3 separate regions of the Mus musculus genome follow, and all the other regions are linked to region 3. The links are chromatin contacts, called in public promoter capture Hi-C maps. All regions are on one chromosome and are shown on one strand. The core of a region is the stretch at or near the end of the contact, and the rest is flanking DNA. Distances in the headings are between cores, read along the strand shown.

Evidence for each region. Promoter capture Hi-C pulls out the DNA fragments that hold promoters and counts their contacts.
Region 1: a promoter capture Hi-C map of hippocampal neurons shows a contact between it and region 3, with 4 times the contacts expected there. The contact joins the promoter of Pnma3 here to the promoter of Taz in region 3. A contact is called at or near these places in 1 of 39 promoter capture datasets (hippocampal neurons) and 1 of 115 datasets of contacts at active chromatin or transcription factors (embryonic forebrain).
Region 2: a contact with region 3 is called in a promoter capture Hi-C map of liver, with 3 times the contacts expected there. The contact joins the promoter of Fundc2 here to the promoter of Taz in region 3. A contact is called at or near these places in 4 of 39 promoter capture datasets (the C10 cell line, hippocampal neurons, liver and 1 more).

What each region holds. Positions count from the first base shown.
Region 1 is chrX:73,063,308-73,066,159 of GRCm38.p6, forward strand. It overlaps Pnma3 (paraneoplastic antigen MA3), which reads left to right and starts at 1,480. Exons shown (of 1, transcript NM_153169.2): 1 at 1,480-2,852. The coding sequence starts at 1,515.
Region 2 is chrX:75,381,110-75,383,809 of GRCm38.p6, forward strand. It overlaps Fundc2 (FUN14 domain containing 2), which reads left to right and starts at 1,290. Exons shown (of 5, transcript NM_026126.4): 1 at 1,290-1,342. The coding sequence starts at 1,324. It also overlaps a transcript of F8 not described here.
Region 3 is chrX:74,281,228-74,283,994 of GRCm38.p6, forward strand. It overlaps Taz (tafazzin), which reads left to right and starts at 1,491. Exons shown (of 10, transcript NM_181516.6): 1 at 1,491-1,889; 2 at 2,045-2,173; 3 at 2,421-2,466; 4 at 2,705-2,767. The coding sequence starts at 1,781. Dnase1l1 (deoxyribonuclease 1-like 1) reads right to left here and starts at 399. Exons shown (of 8, transcript NM_027109.3): 1 at 294-399.

The DNA of each region.
Region 1 (2,852 bases), core at 230-2,729, 1.2 Mb before region 3:
CATTTTCGCGTGACTAGAAAGAAGTACAAGTTTAGAATAGAACTTATAGAACACACAGACAATATGGTATTCTGCCTGAAGATTAGTCAAACATCCCCCATTCAACTGCCTCCCTGGGAGCACCCCTGCCCCCACAAATACAAAAAGTTAGACTATCAGAAGCCAGAGGAAAAAAACAGACCCAAGGGTTTGGGTTTCAAATCTCAAAAGCAGCTTTTCAAGACCCTGGATGTACAGCAGGCAGAGTAGGAAAGGCCTGTCAGATGCTGGACCATGCTTCTATGAGCTAGCCAGTGGCCCCAAGGATAGCAAAGCATGCAGGTCCCATGGTGGTGAATATGCCTGAAGCCCCTTCCCATGGAGACTGGCATCACCCAGATGGTGCGTGCTACGTGGGGAGTGGTGGTGGGTGTGTTTGAGCTCATATGAGCTCATGTGGTATCTATCTACCAGGTGTTGCTTGCCCAGCTCTGTTACTGGACTAGATCTAGAAGGGGACTCACCAGGGGGAAGAAACCTCGGAGCCCCTGCTTCCTGGCCTTGATCAGGAGACAGAGCTGGAGGGGCCACCACAGCTTTCTGGTGCCCTTCTGTGGAGACCCCTGAGCACTCTGCGGTCCTGAAGTCTATTCTCGAGAGAGAGAGAGGGACTGGCCTGCATTCAGGATGTCACCTGGGGACAGCCAAAGGCAGGAGGAAACTGAACACTAACTCACAAACCCCAGATTCAGAGGATTGAGGTGGGGTCTCCTGTGCTGGGGGAGCAGGGGTGTATTGGGGATGGGTAGCAGCAGGTGACGTCACCGGAGGCCCCAGGTTGCCCAAGGCCTAGGCAACAGACACGTCGTGTGATCCTCATGCGCCAATGGCCCAGCTGTCTCCCAGGCGACGCAGAGGGTCTGTGCTCCAGCGCCACAGCACCCCCGCCCCAAGTCCGCACTGCAGAGAGCTGTGGCGAGCCGCGCCGGCGCATTGGACAACTTGCGGGGACCAGAGGGCCAGAGAGAGCAAAGGAGCTGGCAAGAGACCCTGGAAAGGAATGGTGTTCGACCCCGCCTCCTCTCTGAGCAGTCTGGGAACCTCGCTGTGGGACTGAATTGAGGAAGCATCTTGCCTTAGGAAGAGGTACCAGATTCTAGGAGGAAGCGGCTGGCCCAGGCAGCCCCCTCTGCCCAATCGGGTGGGACTGCTGCAGCCTTTGGGATGGGGAGGGGGCTGCAGTGGGCCCAATCCGGTGGGACTGCTGCAGCCTTTAGGGTAAACAGGAGGCTGCAGTATATAGTGATGGGAACCTATAGAAGTGTCTTTGCTGGAGGCAGGTGGAGGCTGGGTGTGGTAGGGAGCCGAGCTGGAGTGGGGGTGGGGCGGGGGAACGCATTAATTTCCTTTGGCCCTATTTACAGACTCTAGAGACCCGGAGGAGCTACAGATCTCCTGGGACTTGCCTCAGATTTATGTGCATCACATCCTACTCACCCCCTCCCCCCACATTAGAGTCTCTTGAAGTTGGGGCCATGCCATTGAACCTGTTGCAAGACTGGTGTAGGGGGGAGCATCTGAACACCCAGAGGTCTATGCTGATCCTGGGGATTCCAGAGGACTGTAGTGAGGATGAGTTTGAGGAGACTCTGCACGAAGCTCTCAAGCATCTGGGAAGATACAGGATCATCGGCAGGATGTTTAGGAGGGAGGAAAATGCCCAGGCCTTTTTGGTGGAACTTGCACGTGATTTTGACTATGCTTTGGTGCCCAGGGAAATAGAAGGAAAGGGTGGGCCCTGGGAAGTGGTTGTAAAACCCCCTCATTCAGATGATGAATTTCTTAATAGACTGAATCACTTCTTAGAAGAGGAGAGGAGAACAGTGTCAGACATGAACAGGGTCCTTGGGACACACTCTAATCATTCACCTACCAAAACGACTATATCAGCAGATTTCTGGGTCTGGGCTCAGACTCTAGGTGCAGTGATGCAGCCTCTGCTAGAACAAATGTTGTACCGAGAACTAAGAGTCTTTTCTGGGAACACCATATCAATCCCAGGGTTATTGGCCTTCGATTCCTGGCTTGAACACACCACTGAGATGTTACAGATGTGGCAGGTACCTGAGGTAGAAAAGAGGCGGAGGCTGATGGAATGCTTAAGAGGCCCTGCTCTACAGGTTGTCAATGTGCTCCGTGCCAATAACGCTGCCATTACAGTGAAGGAGTGCCTGGAGGCCCTGCGGCAGGTATTTGGCTCTGTGGACAACCGAAAAATCGCCCAGCTGAAGTTTTGCAAGGCTTATCAGGAGCCAGGAGAGAAAGTTTCTAGCTTTGTGGTGCGTTTGGAGACCCTGCTCCAAAAAGCCCTAGAGAAAAATGCAATATCTCGAAAGAATGTGAACCAGACCCGCCTGAAACGAATTTTAGGTGGGGCTATCCTTTCTGCAAAACTTCGAGAGAAACTTAAGATGCTGAAACAGCGTAGAAGGCCACCTGGTTTCCTGGCCCTAGTGAAGCTTTTCCGTGAGGAGGAGGAAGAGTGGGAGGCCACTAGGGGTTCAGAGAGGAGCTGCTATGAGGGGCTGGAGTTAGGCCCAAGTCCCTCTAACATAGGCAGTGAGGAGAGAGAACTATTTGTTCCGGCCTTTGGTAGTGTTCTTGAGGAAAGGCCTTACCAGGGTTCCCGCCGCCGCCGCCACAGGAGGAGAGGCCAGCACAGAAAGGGAGGTGTGCCCAGGGATGATTCTCAAGGCACAAGAAAGCAGAATTATGACACATTCTGCTATAGTTGTGGGGAAGATGGCCATATCAGAGTACACTGTTTTAACCCTTCCAACCGGACCTTGGTGAAACAGAAGAGACAGGCTGCA
Region 2 (2,700 bases), core at 40-2,539, 1.1 Mb after region 3:
TTTTTAAATAAAATATACATGTATACATATATAAGAATTTAAATGGAGTTACCCCTACATCAGGATGACAATGTCCCTACTAAACACTGCAGGGTAACAAATATAAAGCCCAGTGCCAGGAATGGGTCACCTCTTTTGGAGTTTGTTGGCTCCATAAACCCCCAAACATTATAAGGTACTGCCAATTTTTTGGCAATCTACAGAACTTCATGGTTAAGATCGTATTGCTGATGACACAACATAGTTGAGTCATAAAACATGGGGAAATCAAGCTGGCACTGACAAGATTTCACAGTGCTGGAAGGTTACATGTGTGCTATTTGGGGTGACAAGTTATTGACAGTCTTACAAAGCATCTAAGAACCCTGTGAGGTACTATATAATGACTGATATGTCAAAATAGCCTCATTGCTATGGTAGTGGCATAAATATAGTAGGAGTAACTAATCACTTCATGTTTGTATTTAAGGCCCACTCCACAGGATAGAACCGATACCTGTTAGAAAGCCAAAACCCCATGGCTGCCTAAGTCATAGGGAAGAACTGCTTTCCTAAATGGACACAAAAATAAACTGTCTCCTCCCAATTTTTTTTACTATTATACCGATAAAATAGGGGATCTTTCACTCCTCATCTAAGAATCTTCTTTTTTCTAATAGACTCACAACTAGTATATGTACAGAGGATAAGAGGCAATAAAGTGCTCAATTCTAATTGAGATATTTGTATCACTCCCCTCTCCAGTCCCAAGGGATCGGAAGTCCTGTTTGGCCTCAGGTACTGCGTACACGTGCTGTACTCAAACACATGCAAATACTCATATACACAAAGTTAAAAAAAAAACTTTAAAGCGGAAGAAGCAGCAGTCATAATACAAGTGTACATTATTAAGTGGTTGGAATGCTTTTAAAAAGTGTAAGATGTGTTTTCCTGAACTTAAACAGCCTTGAAATTAATGTCAGAATTAACATAAGTTCATTGTTTACATAAATATGCAAAATCTAAAATAAATTAAAAAAAATAAAGGTGAGATAAACTCTGTCACCACCAAGGCAGAGAAGCTTTCTGCACACGTAGCAAGCATTCATTCCTCTGCGCAAGTGTGGGGCTGCAGCTGAGGTGGTTGTAGCAGCTGCTCCAGGACAGGAAAGATGTCTAATGGGACCAGGCCCCGCTGTCTCCGACTGCCAAGGGACTGGAAATATCTGCCCCCCCACCCCCTGCCGGAAGCCAGCTGCGGATGACTAACGCCTGTTCCTGGTCTCGTGGTCTGAAGCTGTGTCATCGCGATACTAGGGTCCCCCCCCCCCCCGCGCCCCCGAAATGGCCGCTAACAGTCAAGGTAAAGGCGGGAGCACGCGCGCAAGGGCCAGGGGTGGAATCACCTTTGTCGCTTAGAGTGAAGTACTGCTGGTTGCATGCTGAGTCGCTTGCTGGGTTCCTCCCTCCCCAGGGAGCTTCAATAGCACCTGGATAGGGCAGCGCGGAGACTTTTCTGGCGGGTGTTCTGGGATCTGGCCAAGGTCATACTTAAGCTGGCTTTTGAGTTACCCAGGGATGTTATCTCTGCCTAGCTCTTCTAGCCTTTCAGTGCCGCCCCTACCGAGGTGTCCCTAGGGAGATCCAGTTACTGTTCTCAGAAGCGATCTGGCTCCCTGACAGGAGTGTTTTTGTCTCTTACTGCCTCTCAAACACCTACAGTCCTCATTTTCATTGGTACTTTCCTAATTGATTGTTTTGAAAACAGTAGGAGATATAGTCGGCCCACTCAAAATAAAATCCCAGTGGAGCACTTTTTTTCTTTCTTTTTGTCCGTTTTCTTTTCTTTTCTTTAGTTACGTTAAGTCAGTCAATTCATTAAGCTCACAGTCATTACACTTGATGCAATTGCTGAGCAGAATACCTAGAAATTTCTGAGAAATCTTGTCTTACATAATTGTAGTGCTTACAATAATTATCGTTGTTTTCCTGGGCCTATAGACAAGGCTTGTAAATGTTGTTTACCAGTGTTTAATGAGCGGACTCTAATTGTTATCCATCCCATCTCACCCACCATCAACAGATAATTTGGTGTAGTCCAGTCTGGCCTCAAACTCAGCTATCCTTGTGTTTCAGCCTCTAGAGTGCGTGGAACTATACCCAACTAAATCCCACTTTTGACTAGAGCCATACGTTGAATGTATTGTATATGGTTTTTAAATATATATATATGAATATCTAGTGCTTCTAACACTATTGAAAGGACTTGCTTTGTACTGTGGAGTTACCTGAGTACCTTGATAGGAAAATGATATAATAGTATATGTAAATGTATTTCTATACTTCTTATTCAACTAATTTTGTGTATACTTAGGTCAATTCAACATCCTCTCTCTCTCTCTCTCTCTCTCTCTCTCTCTCTCTCTCTCTCTGTTTTTTGAGACAGGGTTTCTTTGTGTAGCCCTGTCTGTCCTGGAACTCAATCTATAGACCAGGCTGGCCTCAAACTAAGAAATCCGCCTGCCTCTGCCGGGCATGCACCACCACTGCCTGGCTTTTTCTTCTTCTTTTTTTTTTTATTAGATATTTTCTTTATTTACATTTAAAATGTTATCCCCTTTCCTGGTTTCCCCTCTGAAAACCCCCTATCCCATCCCCCCTTCCCCTGCTCACCAACCCACCCACTCTCTCTTCCTGGTCCTGGCATTCCCCTACACTGGG
Region 3 (2,767 bases), core at 241-2,740:
TTCTCTCTGGTCACCTGTTCTGTCACTCATACTTATTTTGGTCTCCTTGCACTGGGGTGTCTGTTTTGGAATACATGTGAGCACTGGGGCAGTTCTGCACTGGCCAAGCTATATTTGGAGACTGAGACCACTAGGACTCTGAGGATGAACCAGAAAGAATAACTGTTCCTGGCCTCAGCATAATGCTTCCTAGTCTTCCAAAGACAGCTTTAGCTTGAAATTCCCTTTCCTTCTGAAGTTCCTCCCCAGTAGAGACAACCTCCTCCCTTTCCCTACCCGCAGGATTCTCATACCTCCACAGCCCAAGTCGGCCCCACGCCTGCCTCAGCGTTGAACCGAATAAAACATTCCACTCCACAGAATCGCAGCTCCAGCCAAGGCGGGTAAGGACGCGCAGTTGGGTGTGTGTGGGGGGGAAATGGGAAGAAGAGGCGCGGGTTTCCAGACACACCCAAAGGGGCCGGCTCCACAACTTTCCCGTCCCAAGTAGCAAGGCTGAGCGCCACCCTTCAGCCCAGGAGCTGGTTTCCAGACCCACCCAAAGGGGCGGGCCATAAGCAAGGCTGAGCTCCACATCCCTGTCCAGTAGGCTGTGCCTGAGAACTGGCTACCTGCTGGCCCACCCCGCCCATGATGGGTGTTTCTTTTGCCAAGCGAATAGCAACTTGGGGAGCTGGCGGCCTCTGCTCGACGAATCCGCCTGAAAGCAAGTCGAGGAAGCGTCCTTGCTTGTTGTCGCAAACATGCCTACTATCACCCGTGCCAAGAAGCAGCAGTCTATCATTGAACAGTTACCTGGACCTAGGGAAAAAGGTGAGGTAGGCTTGCTCATTCTTTGGCCAGTTCCCCTGCAGCAAAGAGCAGAGCAGAGGCAGTCTTCTCTCAGGGTCCTCAGGCCCTGAACCACAATGTTGGTGCGCACTCCCAAATTAAGTTTGCCTGTGTGACGACTGCTCAGAAAACCCAAAGCAAAGGACCTTATGCACAGGATGGGTAGCGCGACTGACCTGTTCAGGTCCCCACTGGAGTGGCAGTTTAGAAAAATGCCTCATGGCAGAAATTTGTTAGTTCTGGTACCACATGAATACTAGGCAAATGCTCTATCGTGGAGATAACCAAATGCCCCAACCCCCAGATCACTGGGAGAAATAGTACAATAAAAGGCAGAGAATAATAGACGCGGACACCCGATGCCCTTTTCCGGTCTCTGTGTGAGCCTTCAGAAGCATGCATAACCGGATACACATCGGGTGGGACAGGGAAAGAGAACAAGTAAAAAGTTTCCACCAGCCTACGACTTGCGTAGCTTCAGGTAATGGTGCTGTGTAGCTAATGTCGCCTGTAGACACTAGAATTATGGAATCAAAGAGACGCAGCACTGCTTAAGGCGGTTTGGAGCCAAAACCTTGACGGGGGAGGGGCCGGAGCGAGGCTGGCGTAGACCCGCCCTGGCAGCCGTCAAGCAACCTAGGCATGTTTTGCGACAACAGGCAAGGACGCTTCCTCGAGTTGCTTTCCGGCTGATTCGTCGAGTGAGGCCGTCAAGACTTGGTTTCTAGTGCGCATTGCTTTGTACAGCAGTCCCGTCTCGTCGCCTGAGCAGCGGCTCTTCTCTATCCAGAGAACAGTGCTAGGGAGGTGCTGAGCTGTTCCACCAGGTGACCTTAGTCTAGTCCTCTGCCAGTCTGTTGGAGATCCTTCTCCTGAGTGGTAGAGGACATCGGCTGGCCTGGGGCAAGAGGAACTCTGGGCTCCGGGGGCGGGGCCGGAGCCGGAGGAGATGCCCCTCCATGTGAAGTGGCCATTCCCCGCGGTGCCCCGGCTCACCTGGACTCTAGCCAGCAGCGTCGTCATGGGCCTAGTTGGCACCTACAGCTGCTTCTGGACCAGTGAGTGGCAAAAGGCCAAGGCAGAGTCTGTTCACAGGCCTCTGGCCTGGCTGGGGGTTTTCGGACTGGGAATATGGCAGGGGCTTTTCTGGCACAGTAAGAAGCCTCGGGCAGGTGGAAATGACCTAGAGCTTGGGACTGACTTCTCTTCCCAGAGTACATGAACCACCTCACCGTGCACAACAAGGAAGTGCTGTATGAGCTCATTGAGAACCGAGGCCCTGCCACCCCCCTTATCACCGTCTCCAACCACCAGTCTTGCATGGATGACCCTCATCTCTGGGGTATGGTGCCAGTGTGCTGGGTTCAGGGAGGCAAAACAAGAACAGGCCCCCACCAAAGACAGATTGACTTCCCACCAGGCTCTTTTGAAAAACTTTACCTTGTTTGGGGGATATACTGCCTAACTGCTGGAAGTTTTGTGTGTCCCCCTTAGGATTCCTCCAGGGAATGTGATTTAGACAGGATATCAGAAATTTAAAAGGAGTGTGGAAGTAGCCATGTCACATCAAGGACTTTACTTTTTCACAGGGATCCTAAAACTCCGCCACATCTGGAACCTGAAGTTGATGCGTTGGTGAGGAGGAATGGGCCCCTTGAAGTGACCCATCCATTTCTGCCCAGATTTGCCTTTCTCTGCTCAGGAGTTGGCATCCAGCCTTCCAGGAAGGGCATGGGTGGGGCTCCTTAGGGCCTTCTCTTGGAGCTTCATTCTGTATGGCAGTGATGGCAGGCATTATATTGGGTGGGGAGAGTTGGGGACAAGCAATGGGAAGTCTTGGAGGCAGGGATGATTGGGTCTATTGCTGCTCTAGGACCCCAGCAGCTGCAGACATCTGCTTCACCAAGGAGCTGCACTCCCATTTCTTCAGCTTGGG